Regions from separate parts of the Mus musculus genome. Here regions 2, 3, 4, 5 and 6 are each linked to region 1. A link is a contact called in public HiChIP or PLAC-seq and promoter capture Hi-C data. All regions are on one chromosome and are shown on one strand. The core of a region is the stretch at or near the end of the contact, and the rest is flanking DNA. Distances in the headings are between cores, read along the strand shown. Region 1 holds the start of Tarsl2 (threonyl-tRNA synthetase-like 2). Region 2 holds the start of Mef2a (myocyte enhancer factor 2A). Region 3 holds the start of Klf13 (Kruppel-like factor 13). Region 4 holds the start of Mtmr10 (myotubularin related protein 10). Region 5 holds the start of Mcee (methylmalonyl CoA epimerase). Region 6 holds the start of Asb7 (ankyrin repeat and SOCS box-containing 7).

Evidence for each region. Promoter capture Hi-C pulls out the DNA fragments that hold promoters and counts their contacts. HiChIP or PLAC-seq counts read pairs in DNA pulled down with a chosen protein or histone mark.
Region 2: an H3K27ac HiChIP or PLAC-seq map of differentiating embryonic stem cells shows a contact between it and region 1, with 9 times the contacts expected there. The contact joins the promoter of Mef2a here to the promoter of Tarsl2 in region 1. A contact is called at or near these places in 1 of 39 promoter capture datasets (pre-B cells), 1 of 484 Hi-C or Micro-C datasets (CD4 T cells) and 1 of 115 datasets of contacts at active chromatin or transcription factors (differentiating embryonic stem cells).
Region 3: an H3K27ac HiChIP or PLAC-seq map of cardiomyocytes shows a contact between it and region 1, with 7 times the contacts expected there. The contact joins the promoter of Klf13 here to the promoter of Tarsl2 in region 1. A contact is called at or near these places in 1 of 39 promoter capture datasets (liver) and 1 of 115 datasets of contacts at active chromatin or transcription factors (cardiomyocytes).
Region 4: a contact with region 1 is called in a promoter capture Hi-C map of pre-B cells, with 2.2 times the contacts expected there. The contact joins the promoter of Mtmr10 here to the promoter of Tarsl2 in region 1. A contact is called at or near these places in 3 of 39 promoter capture datasets (liver and pre-B cells).
Region 5: a promoter capture Hi-C map of pre-B cells shows a contact between it and region 1, with 4 times the contacts expected there. The contact joins the promoter of Mcee here to the promoter of Tarsl2 in region 1. A contact is called at or near these places in 6 of 39 promoter capture datasets (the C10 cell line, erythroid cells, hippocampal neurons and 2 more), 1 of 484 Hi-C or Micro-C datasets (the G1E-ER4 cell line) and 1 of 115 datasets of contacts at active chromatin or transcription factors (astrocytes).
Region 6: a promoter capture Hi-C map of pre-B cells shows a contact between it and region 1, with 11 times the contacts expected there. The contact joins the promoter of Asb7 here to the promoter of Tarsl2 in region 1. A contact is called at or near these places in 6 of 39 promoter capture datasets (the C10 cell line, embryonic stem cells, erythroid cells and 2 more), 1 of 484 Hi-C or Micro-C datasets (pre-B cells), 2 of 115 datasets of contacts at active chromatin or transcription factors (embryonic stem cells and large pre-B cells) and 2 of 9 other capture datasets (adipose tissue and liver).

Annotation. Positions count from the first base shown.
Region 1 is chr7:65,643,551-65,646,263 of GRCm38.p6, forward strand. It overlaps Tarsl2 (threonyl-tRNA synthetase-like 2), which reads left to right and starts at 1,348. Exons shown (of 19, transcript NM_172310.2): 1 at 1,348-1,664; 2 at 2,703-2,713. The coding sequence starts at 1,395.
Region 2 is chr7:67,371,471-67,374,183 of GRCm38.p6, forward strand. It overlaps Mef2a (myocyte enhancer factor 2A), which reads right to left and starts at 1,388. Exons shown (of 11, transcript NM_001291195.1): 1 at 1,243-1,388.
Region 3 is chr7:63,937,518-63,940,230 of GRCm38.p6, forward strand. Klf13 (Kruppel-like factor 13) reads right to left here and starts at 1,398. Exons shown (of 2, transcript NM_021366.3): 1 at 450-1,398. The coding sequence starts at 1,029.
Region 4 is chr7:64,286,367-64,289,079 of GRCm38.p6, forward strand. Mtmr10 (myotubularin related protein 10) reads left to right here and starts at 1,304. Exons shown (of 16, transcript NM_172742.2): 1 at 1,304-1,475; 2 at 1,973-2,033. The coding sequence starts at 1,416.
Region 5 is chr7:64,391,247-64,393,959 of GRCm38.p6, forward strand. Mcee (methylmalonyl CoA epimerase) reads left to right here and starts at 1,376. Exons shown (of 3, transcript NM_028626.2): 1 at 1,376-1,597. The coding sequence starts at 1,552. Mphosph10 (M-phase phosphoprotein 10 (U3 small nucleolar ribonucleoprotein)) reads right to left here and starts at 990. Exons shown (of 11, transcript NM_026483.2): 1 at 860-990. The coding sequence starts at 948.
Region 6 is chr7:66,688,202-66,690,914 of GRCm38.p6, forward strand. Asb7 (ankyrin repeat and SOCS box-containing 7) reads right to left here and starts at 1,360. Exons shown (of 6, transcript NM_080443.2): 1 at 899-1,360; 2 at 622-719. It overlaps Lins1 (lines homolog 1), which reads left to right and starts at 1,688. Exons shown (of 8, transcript NM_152815.2): 1 at 1,688-1,822.

The DNA of each region.
Region 1 (2,713 bases), core at 98-2,597:
TCGTTCATGTCTTGGCACATTCTAGGAACTTAAGAACAGTAAAAGCCAACTTTTGTTCTTGCCACAGGAAGCTTCTTGCTCATGGTTATAAGAGAAACAAAGTCATGTGTGAACTTATTACTGGAGTCTTTAGAGTCAAAGCCTGGCTTCTGGAAGTTTCAACGACATAAGCTCAGCTAACCCTCTGAAACATGCCAATTAAAATGACAGTTAACAATAAAAAGCAGAGAAAGGAGATTTATTCATTGTGGTTACAGTGGGAAGATGAACAGCTACAGGGGTTCAGCCACCTACCCCAAGCCCGTCATTGGGGTGCTAATATGAGGTTTAAGTTTAAGTAGAGGCCAGTGGTGGAGGTGTGGCTCCATCATCGGCTTAGTTCCAGTCTGTCCAGCAATTCCTAGGGCAACTCCTCCCCCAGGGGGCAGCAGGGCTTCAGCCCTTTCCTGCTCCAGGATGAGAGCTTAATTCTTTGCGGACCACTGTTTCCAAAGTCCGATAGCACAAATGTTTCTACTTAAAATAATCTTAAGACAGTTATAAACAGCATTTGCTCTAGACTCAAATAGTGAACAATGTTGTGCTGGCCAGGCTGAAGTTTTTGTAGTGCTCTTCTGTGTGTCCTTGCCAAGTGCCACTGTATTTGCACAGCCTTGGCATGAAGGTCTATTTTCAATGGCCGCTTTTCAGAACCTGTTTGCACAGTGTGGTGACTGCAAGAATTTAAGAGGGGAATGAAAGAAATCCATCAGGCTTTGCTAACGGTTTGGACAATCTGGTCAAGAGACGCACCTCCTCTGGGCTTCAATATCTCAAACTCCAGTTTCATTAGACTGAACACACTTCCAGTAGCACCTGGACATGCCTCCAAACGCTAAAGATGCCCATCCGGTGGTCCCACTCCTGCTGCCTAGGTCCAGAGCGTAGTTCTCAATCCTGCAGTGCACCCAACATTGGCCGTGTTCCTGCCCGTGCTCCCTGCCACACTCCCCTGCCCATTTTCCTTGTTTTATGAAGCATTGCTCAGCCGTCTCATCTTCCCCAGCGATGATGCCGCGCTGTCTCATCGCTTCTCCTCTGAAATGATGCCTACCCTTGCCCCTCCCATCACTCCTGCCCCGCCCTTCATTATCCTATAGCCCGCCCCTCTTCTTTGCCCATCGCCTGGCCTCTGCACAGTTGCCCCGATATGGCCCCGCCTCTTGCCCGTGCATCGCTCCGCCCCATGCAGGGATACCCAGCTCCAGCCCCGCCCCTCTTCCTCCATCGCCCCGCCCCATATAGTGATGCACCCCCACTTCACCCCGCCTCCCGAAGTCCTTCAGCTCCGCCCCGCCCCGTCTCCTTGTCACTCTGGCTGGGCTGGCGGGCTCAGGTGGCACAGGGAAGCTACCATGGCGGCCCAGGCCCTGGCGGCTCAGGCGGTGGCCTCGCGCCTGCAGCGGCAGGAGGAGGACATCCGCTGGCTGTGCGCGGAGGTGCAGCGCCTGAGGGACGAGCAGCTGCGCGGGCCCGAGCGGGGCCAAGCCGAGGGCCCGCGCCTGACACGCGAGGTGGCACAGCTCCAGGCGGAGAACCGCGACCTGCACCAGCGCCTGTGTGGCCTGCGGCTGCGCCTGGCGGAGCAGCGCCGCACCGAGGCCGGGCGAGCGGCGGCGCACGAGGTAACCGGCGGCCCAGGAGTACGCACTCAGCGGGTTCCAATTCTGCACCCGGGTGCGGACAGGGCTGCAGGGTGTGTCCCCGCCCGCGCCCTGCCCACTGCCCACGGCCTGGGGAACCGCTAGGTTTCCACCAACCTCCTAACTGACCAGCTGGTATAATTTCTCAGCTCTTCATTGGACAGACTGCAAACAACATTTTTTCCCTCCAGTAGCAGATCAAACTGAGGTGCATGCCTCTAATCCAGAACTCTGGAGGCTGAGGCAGGAGGATGGCTGAGAATTTAAGGCCCGCCTGGAGTAAATATTGAGAATCAGGTCGGCCAGGGCAATATGAGAAGACGCTGTCTCAAATAAAAACTTTTTAAAAGGCCGCTTCAGTGTTTAAGAGTCACAGTATCCTTGGAGAAGAGGACCTAACAGTTTCTATTCTCTCTGCTGGCTGGTTCTGTGCTATCTGAAGACAGGTTATTTTTACTGTCTTATTTTGGTGGTTTGCTTTGAGGCCTATATGTGATCTGTATATTTAACAGAAGTATTTGATTACAGTATTTTCATGTTTTAGAAGATTATTAAGTAACAAATTAGAAGAATTTTTTTTCTAAGTTCTAAAGGCTTTCTAAAACTGAGGGGTTTTTGGTTTTTGTTTTGTTTGTTTGTTTTGTTTTTGCTCTGGCAACATCTAATGAAATAGTGCAATGAATAAGAGTCTGGTGGCAGCCACAATTTCCAGTGACATTATTTGTTTAAAGTTTAGGGAAGAGTGACAGAGAGACACAGAGACTGTGTGTGTTGCAGGCTATGGGACCCATGGCCTTGTGAATACTGGGCAGTGCTCTATTACTGAGCTACACCCCCAGTTTTAATGTGCTCGGACAGATAGGGCTGAACTCTGAAACCAGATCCCTGAGGGTTATAAGTAGATCCTGGTTCCCACAGCCCAGCCGGGACTCTCCAACCATGGGCCCTGCCGTGAGCTCTCTGGGTTTCCTCCTTCCCCGGGTTTCTCATGTACTGCTCTTGCCTCCCATTATCTTTCAGCCTCCTACCCA
Region 2 (2,713 bases), core at 138-2,637, 1.7 Mb after region 1:
CAAGTACTGCCAAGGTAACATAGATTTTAAAACTGACAACTAGACTACTTAGCAGTTGCCAAAACAACGCAGCTGGATTCTTAAAGGGAAAGTACTCTTGTGTAATATACACCTAATTACTGCTTTACAGAACCTCACTGTCATACAGTAATGGATGTTTCAAGAAAGACATAAGAGAAACACGATGCGCTGCGCTACAAACTTGAAAACTGTTATACAATATTAGTTTTAAAATAGTTGTCAACACATCGCAGCAGGTCTTTCTAATTTCAATTTCTGGAATCCCAATTTCACAGTAAACATACAGGTTAGCGCGACGGTGTAGTCAGTCTACACTCCGTTGCCTTCTGGATCATGATGACAGGGGCTTCAGAGCTCAGGGACCTATTTAAGGTCCGAGTGAGCAAGAATTTGATAGTTACACTTTTCCAGGGGGAGGGGGGAAATGCTAATTCAGAAAACGCTCACCTTTCCCAAACTTGTCTGCAATATCACTGATCTTTAATCCTCAACCGCCCAAAAACAGATGACATCGAACCCAAAGGCAAAGTTTCCATCTCACCCTGAGACCTAAGGCGGGATCTACCCGATTGCAAGGAGCGGGTCCCTTCTGCAGCCCCGACTCCCAAGACCTTTTCCCCGCACCCGCAGGTGCTCGAACCCGGCCACCGCCCGGGCCAGGTCCAGACACACAACCTAACGCCGATATCCCCACGGGAGAGTTCGACCCCCTACCTCCCGCCCCAGTGAACCAACCTTCCCCCCGAAGCAGAAGTGGGGGAACTTTAAGTGCGACCACAGGGCCGGACGCCCCCCGCACTGGCGGTTTACGGAGCGGGGAGACCCCGAGATCCGCGACGCTGGAGGAATGGACCGAGTGGCTCCGCGGCCCCCTGGGAACTCCGTCAACTTTCAGGGAGGAGCGGGGCGGCGCGGCTGGGGGCCCCAGAGGTGGCGCGCACAGGGAGGCGGCTCGCGACAGTCCCCCCCGCGGGCCCCCGCCGCCGCGCCCGCAGCCCCCCGGGCTCGCCCCAGGGCACCCCGCCCCCACCGCACGGGGCCGCGCCCCTCCGCTCTCCCGAGGGCCCGGCCGCCCCACGCCCAGCCTCGCCCCGGCGCCCGGAGCCGCGCGGGCACCCCTCCTCGGCCTCGCAGCCCCTCCGTGGTAGTGCCCCCCACTCCCAGCGCGGCCCGACCCCCTTCCCAGCCGCCGCCACATCCCCGCCGCCCGCGGCCCCTCACCGAGTCTCCGCTACTGCCGGCGGGCGCGCACACGCCGCAGCCCCGGCCCGGCCCGCCACAGCACTCCGCGCCGCCCGGAGCCGCCTCCTTCAGCCCGGGACTCGCCGGGACATCCGCGCACGGATCCCCACACCGGGGCTATTTTTAGGAGTCAGGCCTCGGCCAGGCCGGAACTCGTTCTTCGCGGCGCGCGTGCGCACTGCGAGGACGTCTTGGTGTCCCTCCGCGGGCCTCGCCTCTCCCTTCCTCTCGGCTTCCTCTCTTTCTTCTCTCCCGGGCTCTCCTTTTAGGGTATATTTCTGCTCTCGGTGGGTCCTGAAGGGTTTGTCATGGACAAGACGAGGGACTAGTCAGAGAGAGCCGCGCCTTCTCAACAGCTAGCGCTGTGGCACAAGGACAAGAGGGGCGGACTATGTTTTTCCGGGTGGGTGAGGCGACAGATCACCCGGCACAGGAAGGAGATGACGGCTGCTTGGCGCCGGGGCTGCAGCCTGGAGCGCGCTTCCCTCTTTGAAGGACCGTGTTCTCCTGGAAGGGATACTGGTCACTTGATGAGGGCCTGGGCGTGGCGGGCCGGTGGCGTCGCGCCCCCGCCGCCTCCTGGTCCAGCCCGGGCCCACGGCTCCGGTGACGCGGCGCGTGACTAGTCCCCGCGCTTGGTCCGTGACCACAGCCGAGAGGCCCGACCCGGCGGGACGGCCCAGACGCCCTGTGCGGTGCTCGGGACCGAGGCCAGCTCCCCGCCCTCGTGTGCGCCGGGCCTGCCCAAACCTCGGCTCGCCACGCCCTCACTGTGGTCGGGGCCACACCTGTGTCCAGGCCTGGACAGCTGCTGGGTCACCCCCGCCGGGCCAGCAGTTGGATGCTGTCCCTGGCCACCCAATCCCAGCAGGGGCTTGGAAAGCAGAAACACCTTGAGAATGAGGCAACCTGCCTATTTGGGCTACTAATACTAGCTAGTATGGATTAGTGGTAAACTGTATCTCACTTAGTACTCACATCGCAGTGAAGTTCACCTCATTTTCTGTTCCCATTCGGCAGATAAGAAAGGAAAACTGAGAACCACTCTGACCACGCAGGGTCACACAGCGTCAGAGAAGGGCCATAAGGATCTGAATTCCTAACTACTCGACGAACTGATTTTTCTGAGGGGAAAAGATGTCTTTGAGACAGCACTTGTATTTTGTTAACTTACTGATTTTGTCCAGAGAAGGCTTATGGGGGTGACTCTCTGCTGGTCCTCACCCCCAAAAGTTGCTACCGCTGTAGAGGTAATAAGAATGTGATGGCTGGTATCCGAACCCAGAGCTGCCCATGCAATGGGCACAAACCCTCATTCGAAAATGAGAGGCTCAATTCTGTGGTTAGGGCTTTAAAACAAGTCTTTGGGGGTGGGTGAGCAGATGTGCGGAGGAACTGGGAAGTTACAAAGGAAGCTGGAGGCTCTCTGGCTTCCTCCCTCAAGGACAAC
Region 3 (2,713 bases), core at 148-2,647, 1.7 Mb before region 1:
AACTTCGCCCGCCCCAGCCGGCCCCTCCCTCGCCAGAGCCCGCCCGGAGGCCTGGGAAGAGGGGTGGCGAGACTCCAGCTCCCCGAGCACCTACGCCCCAAAAGGGAGCGCCGCCTGCCCCCCCCCCCAACCACCTCTAGCGCACCTGCCCGCGCCGCCCGCAGCCCGGATGACGACATCTACCCCCGCGGCCCCGCCCCAAGAGCCTGGGAGGGGGCGTGCCCGATGGGGGCGCGGTCGCCGAGAGGGCGCCGGCTCCAAGCGCCACGGCCAGCGTCACGCGAGGCCAGAGCGCCAGGACAGGGGCGCGGCTGCGATCGCCCTCAGCTCATGGCTCCCCGCCCTCGGCCCCGGCCCCCTCTAGCGCTGGGCCCGAAGCTCTGGGGGCGTGGCCGGTCCCAAGCAGTCCCTAGTCCGCGCGTTCGCGGCGTCCCCGCCGCCCCACTGACCTGTGTGAGTTCTCAGGTGCGCCTTGAGGTGCGAAGATTTCCCGTAAACTTTCTCGCAGCCCGCGTAGTGGCACTTGTGCTTCCTCTGCGGGGACTCGAGGTCCGCGCGGCTCCGGCCTCGCCGACCCCTTTGTCTGAGGCCAGGCTCGCCGCTCCCCGCGGGGCCGGGCTCCTGCTCCAATGCCGCCTCCGGCTCGCTCCACGCGGGGCTGGGGGGCGCGGCCGGCGCGCCTGCTTGTCCCGGGGAGGCGGGCTCTGGGCCGGGTGGCGGCGCAGGGGGCGCAGGCGGCAGGCGGCAGGGGGTCCTCGCCTTGCGCGCAGCGGCCCCTTCTCTGCGTTCCGCGGGGGCGGGCGCCGGCGCCTGCTGGTTGAGGTCCGCTAGGATCCGAGCCACCACGAAAAGCGAGGCGCTGTCCTTGCCGTCGCGGCGCTCGTCAACGCGGGGCAGTGTGGGGGCGGCGGCGGCCGCGCCCTCGGGCCGGGGTTCAGGTCCTTCCCGCGGCTCGTGCACGACTGCGCGGCTGGACATGGACACGAGGCACTCGGCGGCAAAGTGGTCCACATAGGCGGCGGCTGCCATGCTGCGGGCTAGGGCGCGCGGTGCTCTCGCAGGAGTCGTCAGCGGCGCATCCGCACCCACGGCCTCCGGGAGCGGCGGGGGGCGGGGGCGCGGCGCGCCCTCTTCTCCGGCTGGGCTGGGCTGGGCTAGGCTGGGCGCGTAGCCGCTTCTGCCGTCACCCGCGCGGCTCCGCGTCCGCCTGGCCGGGCACTGGAGGGTGAGCGCATGGGGGGCTCCAGTAAGGAGGGTCCGCGTGCGGCGTCAGAGTCGGCCTGTCTTAGGGACGTCGAGCGGAGGCGACGTTAGGCACGACCCCTGCAAGTTGTGGTCGCAGTTCCACCGTGCATTGTGGCAGGCGGGACAGCCTCCGTGCGCGCCGCGGCTCGGTGTGGGCGGACCGGCCCCGGGGGTGGGCGGGGCCGGGGCCACATCTGGACCCGACGTCAGCCCCCAGCCACATCCTGGCGGCGCAGGTTACAGGCGGCAGCGGCCGCAGGGAGCAGCGCGCACGAAGGGGGCGGGGAGCCTGGAGCGCCTCAGGAGGGGCGTGGCCAGTGGTAGACGCGAACTCCATTGGCTCTTGAGTACTTTATGCAGCCAATCCGGTCCTCGAGAGGGTTCTACTGGCCGCGGGACCTGCGCGCGCCAGTGGGCGTGCCCCTGGGCCTGCAAGAGGAGGGGCGGAAATCGGAGCCGGGCGCGCGGCGCGCAGACGCATGACGTCCGAGGGTGGCGGGCCGCTGTGTAGCGGCGCAGGGCTGGGGCGCGTGCCTCCCGCAGCGGGAACCCCGCCGGCCCTTTCCATGCCAGAGCTTTTGTGAGCAGGCAGCAGTGGGTGGCACGAGGATGGCAACACTGAGCAAGACACCCTGTGGTCGCTCCGCCCGCCGGGAGTGCGGGCAAGGTGGCGTATCGGTCCCTATGGGACCTAAGCGGCCGACCTCGCCTATGGGCGGGACATTACCGAGCCTCACCCCACCGCAGCGGAGTTCTCTGGTGGCCGGGTTTGCATTGCCCATCTCCAGCCACCTCCTCACCCCGCTCCTATTGAGCTCCGGTTCTCTACGCAACCTTGGCCCGAGCCTTGTCACCACTGGGGCCGCCCCGCCCCCGCGCGGCCGAACTGCCCTTGAGCCTATGTTAACCTGGCTGATGCAGGACCCACCACTGCCAATGCTGAGGGAGTGAGCTACGTGCTGGGGCTGCGGTCGCGGCTGTTCAGGGAACACGGGGCCCCTTCCTCCCCCTTCCTGCCCCAGGCCTGCTGCCAACTTCTCCAGGCCGCCCCTCTCCCACCGCGGTCCTGGAGGCTTCAAACACCACCAGCTGCGAGGACCCCGCCCAGGGCGCCCCACCCATCCACTGTCTGGGCCTCTGAAGGAAATGCTCCGCTGCGTCCTGCCGGGGCCTTCCAACTAGGCCACCTTGCTCTAAAGTCTAGACACACATTCATGTTCTTTCCTCTCTGAACACTAGGCCATCATCAGAGAGACCCGTAGCTTCCAACTGCCTTTGAACCAATCTTAACACACTCAAAAGACTTTGGCCGCAACTGGCCTCTGACCTGTGAGGGTAGGATCAGCAGCCTCTCCTTTTCATTGTGGATGATACCTTAAAATAAGTCAGCCACCAAGTCAGGGAGACCCGACTGCCGGTTGGTCGACCCCAGTGAGCTAAAGAAGGGTCAGTCACCTCACTACTGGTG
Region 4 (2,713 bases), core at 54-2,553, 1.4 Mb before region 1:
CTCTGACATTCATGATAAAATGTTGAGTTTGGACCACTATTTTTCAAAGTATAGGGGCATGGAATACCACTGGCCCCCTCCCACCAAAGTCTACTTCAGTTCAGAGGCACAACAAATCTAGACATACCCTATGCTGTGCTGAAGTTGGACAGCCCTTTGCAGCTAAGTGGCAGATTCTCATTTCCACAACCTACTGTATGAATGAAGGGAAAAGGGAAAGAAAAGAAAGGACATGACTACTCTTTGGTATGGTGGAGGAGAAAGTTTTTTGTAGATAAAAGGGAGATCATAGCCAGAGGCAGAGAAATCTGGGAGAGTTCAGAGTAGACTTGACCATGAGCCATGTGAGGAGAGCAGGGCAGGAAGGGGGAGAGGAGAGAGAGGAAGAAGGTGTAGCAGCCAAGAGGGCAAAAGGTGAAAGAGATCAGTCATTAAATAACCAAAATGACTGGATTTTATAGAGAAGAGCCTCTGGGGAAGGGCAGCCCAGTCCCTGGGTTGGAGAGTCCCTGGGTAGAGGGTTGGGTATGCTAACCATAACAGGTCCCATAAAAGCTAGGGACTAAGGGATGCTGAGAGAACCTGGAAGCCAGGTATGCTATATGTTAAACAGGCACCTGACCTATTAGTCCCAGGGTTTGAAATTTAACAGTGTTTGGTTCCCACCAGCGATGGGGTCTTCTCTCCCTGGAATTCTGTTAACTTACCTGTTGAATAGCATCTTTATAAATGAGGATGGAAAGGGGCGTGGGGAGACAACTTGCTTAATATCCCTTTTCACTTAAAGTTTAACGAGAAGAATAAAATCAGAAAACTAAACTGGGGGTTCTGGTTTGCCAGCCAGTATCATCTGTCCCAGGCACTCAGCACAAGCCAAGCCTCAGAACCTCAAGGAAACCAGTGGTTAAATCAATTGGTAGCAAGAGGTGAAAGAAAAGTCTTCCCTCCTTTAATATAGCAGCCATCGCAGATGCCGGAGGACTCGGGTCCTGGAACAGCAGCTACCGTGCACACTGACCACCACAGGCCATTGCAGCTTCGCGAAGCCGGCATGACCCTCGTGAGTCGCAGTAGGCCTGTGAAATCCTCCGTGACCCCTGCGGGCCTCCGTAGAAGCGCGCTCTCAAGATGGCCTCTCGGGTCCCCGTGGCGCCCCACTCCAGCGTCGCGCTCCGTGACAGTACCGCCTAGAGACTGAAAGCTTTGACTGCAGCTCCGCGCGAGTCGCTTCCGGGGATGGGCGTGGCTCCACCAGGCTCCGCCTATTTCGGGCGGGCGCTCGGCCTGGTCCGTCCCCGCCCGTCAGTCCGCCCGGCGGGGCGGGCCGCAGACCCGGCCTGGGCAGCTGCACCGGGAACGCTGAACCGGGAGACTTCTGACCGGCCATAGGGCCGGGGCGCACAGGCGGCGGCACCATGTTCTCTCTCAAGCCGCCCAGACCCAGCTTCAGGTCCTACCTCCTGCCGCCGGCCCAGGTAAGCGCTCGCGACCCGGCGGGGGGCTCGGGACCCAGACGAGTCGCCGGCAAGCGCGCCTCCCGGGAGCCACGGGCGCAGTAGAAACTTGTAGCGCTCCGCGGCGGCGGCCATTCTCTGGCCGAAGTCCTGCGGTCCCTAGTCCTGCCGTGTGACGAGATCGTAGAACCGTCCGGAGCTGCATTTCTTTCCTTCCTTCGGGGCTGGGCACCGACCCTGCGGTGACTGCCAGATGGTTGCAGCGCTGTGGACACCTCGCAGAGCTTACCTGTCTCATAGCTGTGAATTCTTGAAAGCGGCTTGGGCTGTTGTAAATATGTTTATTGTGAGGCTCTCAAGTCGACGAGAAGATCTTAAAACGATCTCTATTTGGACCTGAAAGAGTTTTTAGTAGGGGATATATGTCTGTTGCATGTGTCATCACTTAGAAAATCTGCCTTAGTATCTTGTGACAGGGCGGTGTTTGGATTTTGCTTTATTTTGTTCCTGTATTTCAGACTGACGATAAGATCAGTTCCGAACCGAAGATTAAAAAGCTGGAGCCGGTCCTTTTGCCAGGTAAATTTCAGAATTTGAATGTGCCTTGGACTGAGATTGTACGGAATGGTATTGTGTAGTTCTCTTTCCCTTTCCATTATTTTTAACTTTCTCCAGAGAGTTGGCTAGACATAATTGATGTTTGTCTCGGAAAGTTTAAAGTACAATAGAAGACTTTCAAGAGAATAACTACCTCATTTCTTTTCTGTCTCCTGAAAGGGTAGTTTTGAAAGATGAATCTAATTGCTTGGGTAGTGAAAGTTCTTATGCTTTCCATATGTGTTACCACCTAATGAAATCATGATTAATAATCCAATCATTTTAATGTGTTTTGATAGTATGAAAAGCATGTCTGTGTTCTAAGATAATGACAAAGCTTAGCAGACATTGACTGACTCTGTAATTGGCTTTTGAAGTTGTCAGCTGTCTGCAAGTTTGCTTCTTTCAGTTTAGAACTTTGTTTCCCAGTAGAGACACTATTGACCTTTCAGGCTGGGCAATTCTTGTGAGAAGCTGTCCTGAGCTGACAGCCATCCCTACCTCTTTGGCCTCTTATCAGTTCCATGATAGTGGTGCCCCCATCTTCTGCTAACTGCTAACATCCTCAGTACAACCAGAATGTCTCCAGGCATCCCCGTGTGTGTGTGTGTGTGTGTGTGTGTGTGTGTGTGTGTGCTCGAGCCTCTTGGAAATCATTTGTT
Region 5 (2,713 bases), core at 126-2,625, 1.3 Mb before region 1:
AATAAAAAATATTTAAAAAATAATAAGTCAGAGTCATAATTTTACAGAACTTAATCAAAGTGCTGGGAAGAAAGAAGTCTCTCCTATTTTTTTTAAATTTATTTTTCTTTCCTACAAAGCATCCCAATTGCAGCCTCTTCTCCCTCCTCACCTCCTCCAGATCCACAGTACTCCTCCGTTTCTCTTCAGAAAAAGTAGGCTTCCAGAGATATCAACCAAACACAACCCCTCATTTCAAGGCAATCCGGCAGGGGTACAAGAGCTCCAAGAGCCTACTGCCACTGCTACAAGTTCCACAAAAATCCCAAGCTTAACAATCACAATATATATGCAGAGGACCCAGCGCTAACCAGCGCAGGCTCCTTGATAGCCAGTAAAGTCTCTGTGGGCCCCTCCCTGAGCCCTGGTTAGTGGATTCTGTGGGCCATGTTCTTGTGGTGTCCTGGGACCCCTATGGCTCCTACAGTCACCCCTCCTCCCTCTTCTGCGGGCTTCTCCGAGCTTCGTCTACTGTCTGGCTGTGGGTCTCCACCACAAGTCATGAAAATGCATTGACAAGCAACAAGTACGTACTTTCAGTGTGTATTTTGGGGACAAATTCAGAAAGCATATTCCGCCCTCAATGAGCCTCTCTGGACGCGAATAACTGGGCTTAGTGCAATAGCCCACAACTAGGAAATCTGCACCGAGCCGCTTTTACTTTTAGCATTTTGACAGGCCAACGGAGCAAAAACTGTCTGAAGTTGGGGCTAAGCGACCTGTACTTTCCCTTCCTGGCTTTCAGAAGTTGCCATATGCTGGCCCGCCCAGCACCGGTGAGATGCGCGCTGCTCTCTCCCAGACCTGGATCTGTACTTACGTGAGGAAACACTCCGGTCGGTTGGTGGCTTTCCTGATTTCCCTCAGACACCGTTCCAGAGTCTGTCGACGAAACACGCGAGGCGCCATAGCTACACACTACGGCACCACGCGAGTGCTGCGAGCCGGCCGGCCGGCCGGAAGCAGTACGCCAAACACACGCCTTATGCAACCTGAAGCTCAGAGCCTAAAGTTCCGCCACACACAGGTTCCGGCCTATAGCCGCAAACACTTCTATTGGGCATGCGTAGGGGTGGGGCAGACCACCGAAAAGAGCCATTGGTCATCTCAAGCGCCTTGGCACTTTCTCCAAATGTTTTGTATTTCTAAGACCACAGTGGTGTCGCGTGATTGCTTTCTGCTTTTGCATTCGATACAATAAGTATTTTAATGTAACGAAAAAGAAGGTCGCTTCACGCCGCACCCGCCACTCCCCCGCTCGTCCCGCCGTCAGTCAAGCTCCGCGTCTCGTGACCCCGCCCCAGGTCTCACGCCCCGCCCCTTGCTCGCCCAGCTCTCTTCAGCGGTCTAGCTCCCTGAAGGGTATTGGGCACCCCGGACTCGCGCCCCGTCCCTGCCCCGTTTCCACGCCCACTTCAGCTTTGACACGCCCCGGGCCTCAGTCCCCGCCCCCTGCCCACTCTCCCAGTTGTCTCTGCCCTAGGTCGCTGTGCAAGCCTGTAGCTTCTGGACATGAGGCGTGTAGTGAAGGCCGCCGCGTTGGCTGCGGGCGCTACAGGTGAATACGGGGCACCATCAGGGGCTCCGGGTGCGGGGCACGCTGGACGGGAGGCCGCGGGTGGCCAAGGCCTGGGTCTGAAGTGTTGGGCTCCCGGAGCTGCACTCTCTTAGCACGGGAGTTCCTTATTGTCCTCTGTGCACAGGGGTTGCCCTTGGCAAACGTGGACCAAACAGGTAATCTGCCTAGGAACACAGCAAGTCAGGACTTGCAGTAAATCTAGAGGGGACTTGAGTTATTTATTATATGTGTGCTCTAAGAGATAGGAGAAAAGAGCAAAGTGGCGAGTCCTGAAAGTGACTCCAAGCCTGTTTTACACACGTACCACACTAAATGTTTTCATCTGACATGAGCAGGAAAGGAACAAGCGGAAGGATTTGTAAGTTCCTTGAATTCTTTCGACCTCCATCTCTTTTATCGATAAGCAGAATCTTGGTGACAGATGCCCAACTTTCCCGCCTGTCTCACTTTCTCTTCCATTTTCTTCTTTCTTCATGATGGCAGTTACTACCCTCAGTCTGAGATTGTCTACCTGGAAGAAAATATACGGCAGTATGGTTCCAGAGTTACTCTGCTACAATTGTGACAAATCCATTAGCTAGCATGCTTAAAGGGTGTTAGGCGAATGAACTGGAAGGCCTGGAGAGTTCTGTCTGCTCACCTGTGGAAACTAGTCATCTTTCCAAGTCTGCTCTTAGGTTGAATTTGGTTTTTGTGGAACCCTCTAGCCTTTCCAGTCAATCACAAAATTCCTCGTCTGCATTAACAAACAAGTCTCCAAGGCAAAGTCATGGGCCACAAACACCCCACCCCCCCACCCCCCCACCCCCGCGCAAAAAAAATAAATAAATAAAGCTGGGCATGGTGGCGCACACCTTTAATCACAGAGGCAGTGGTAGGTGGATTTCTGAGTTCGAGGCCAGCCTGGTCTACAAAGTGAGTTCCAGGACAGCCAGGGCTATACAGAGAAACCCTGTCCAAAAACAAAAACAAAAACACCTTAGTACTGTGTGTATGTATATTGTAGCAAAAGCCAGAGCACAAAAGTGAAAATGATTTTCTGATTAACAGTTAATGCTGGAGTTTTGCTAATACTCCCTGTTGTATATATGCCGG
Region 6 (2,713 bases), core at 110-2,609, 1.0 Mb after region 1:
CATAGTAAACTATATACTTTGTTTCCGGGGCTAATAGTGCTTTTATACAGTTCCTATACTGTTCCCATTCTTAAGCTACACACATTCACTTGTTCCAGGAAAACCAAATCCAATTATTTTCTTCAAAACCTGTAAGTTTCAGTCCTCCTGTTCACCTTCTGCTACTAAGTCATTATCAGTTAGGTAACTCTGAAGCTTTCCTGATGGAGGCATAGAGAGAAAAAAATGTACATGGGCAAAACAGTAAACTGTGGTTTAATTAAAAGCAGAATCATTCAGAATTAACAAGCAATTAACATGGAATTGAAGAATTCCTATGAGAGTATGTAAGGCGGGGAACTACAAAAAGGTCTCCAAGCCTCCGAGCAGAGTACATGACACAGTATACCAAAAGATAATGCAAAACACGGAAACGCTCTGATCAGGTCCCAGAAGACGTTTCTGGGCTAGAGAAGTTACTGGGGTGTTAAGGACCAGGCATGGGCAGTGCTTCTGGTTTTGCTAGGAAACTAGGATCTAAGAAAGCTTGCATTCCCAGGCAACCACCCTGGAAATAAAGCGTTACTTAATGAGGTAGGGGCCAGGAGTAAACAATGGGGGAAGGGAGGTCTGCCTCTTTACCTTTCAAGAGGATGCTGGTCCAAAGCACTCTGTTTATTGCTCCTCTGGTGGGTGGCCAGACCCCTTCTACTCGCGAGTGTCCTCCAGCAAGCTCAAACCTGGAAAACAGAAACCGATCAGTGGTGCAGTGATCCAGGGGCGAGGAGAGGGCTCTGAGGATGGGGGAGCTTAGCAAAGGCTGGAGGGTGGCAAGGGCAGGCAGGCTAGAGCAGGGCTTCTCCCCCAACCCCCACCCAGCCAGCCCCCTCCCCTCAAGGGAGGAAGAAACTGACTTTACCTGTGTCCTCAGTTGCAGCTCCTCTCTCTCCTTTCAGCCTCCTGCACATTCACCAACTTCTCCATTGAAGAAACACCCCAGGCAGGGCCGGACACCGTGTTCCTGATCCTCCTGGGTGCTTCACGGCCCCAACCCAGAGAGCATCCAGATAGTCGATCAGGCTGGGGGTGGCGGTCTTGGCCTCGGAGCAGCCTCCGGGAAGGGGCGCTGGGAGGAAGTGCCGGCTGGGTGGGGGGGGGGGGGGGCAGTCCCGGTCCAGGGGCTCAGACCAAGGGTCTGCCGCGCGCCGGGCCGGAGGCTTTCAGCTACCGAGGGACTCAAGAGGTCTGGGGACAGAGAGACCCTAAGTCATACCAGGTCCGAAGTGTCAGCAGCAGGGTGTCCCGACAGGGGGCTTTCGGGATGCACTTTGCACTGGGCCACCCCCGCCCCCTCCTTCCAGCACTTTGGGGTCACTGGGATGGGACCAAGCCTTCGACAGCCAATCAGCTGCCGCACTGGAGCCTGCGCTCCAAGCCGTAAACCAGATCCGCGGTGGGTGGGGGTTGGGGTAGGGGGTGGGGGCGACTTGGTTGGTTGGTTGCTTCCTTCTCCTCACACAGATGCCCCCACCCCCTGGCTGTCGTAAAGCTGCCCGCGGATTCGCGACAGTTAGAGGAGGCGGGCTAATAGAGGCTGGGACTTGTCTCCGATTGGTCGCTCTCCCTTCGTCCCCTCCGCTTCCCCGCAGCGGTTCTCCAGGCTCCACCCCCAGCCTGGAGACTCTAAGCGGTTGCTAAGAGACACTGTACTACGAATGGGGCTTCTACGCCTGCTGAGGGAGGGGCCGGCAAGGCCTTCCGTGGAGTACGGTGGCCTGGAGTAGGCAGCTGTGGGCACGAGTGGCCGGGCGATGGCTGCGTGGCCCGGCGGGATGGCAGCCAGGTAAGCAGGAGCCCAGGTTGAGCTGGGTGGCTGGAGCGACACGTGCGTGGCAGGCTGAGCGACGGGGGAGGCGACAGGGCCGAGAGCAGGCGATGAGGGCCCCTACTCGTCGTCGCTCTGCGGTGCTTCTTGGAAGCGAGTGGCGATGTTTGGTGCATCTGTCGGTCTCTGAGACCCGGTTAGCTTCCAGGCTGCCTCGCCCAGCCTGCGAGAGAGCACGCTCTTTGGGATCGCGAGGCTGGTTCAAGGGCTTGCCTGCGAGGATAGCGACCCTAGTGGTTTCTTGTGAATGAAAAGAGCCGGGGGAGGGGGGCGCAGAGTGGGCACATTGATACATTGTTTAAATGCATTGATTCTTTTAGCAAGTGTCTACTGGGTTGACACTACTCTAGTTGTTGGGGAGACTTTGTGAACTTTTCTTTCCTTTCTTTCTTTTCTTTCTTTTTTTTTCTTTTATCTTAACAAGAGAAGATGAAACTGCAGAATGATTAGGGAAAAAAAAAAACCCACAAAGTAATGGAATACAGTTTGACTAGGATGCGCTAGACTCTTAGATTGTGAGCCAGGTCTCCCAGAGAATGACATTTATGCTCTGTGAATGACAAAAAAAACTAGCCAACAAAGATCTGAGGGAAGGCCTTTACAAGCAGTTAATCTGAAGTGCAAAGCCTTTGGTACTTTAATAAGTTTAGGGGAACTGTGACTGAGTAAGGGGAAGAAAGATGGAAATGAGATTAGGGGGTGTGGGCAGACTGCAGATTTTGCAGGAATGTATAGGTCATGCCAGAATGATTCCCGTTTCTATGTTTTGCATTGATCACATAATAGAGAAAGCTGTTATGGGAATTGGATTCCTGGGGATGATGTAACCTATTGCGATATTTTGTTGCA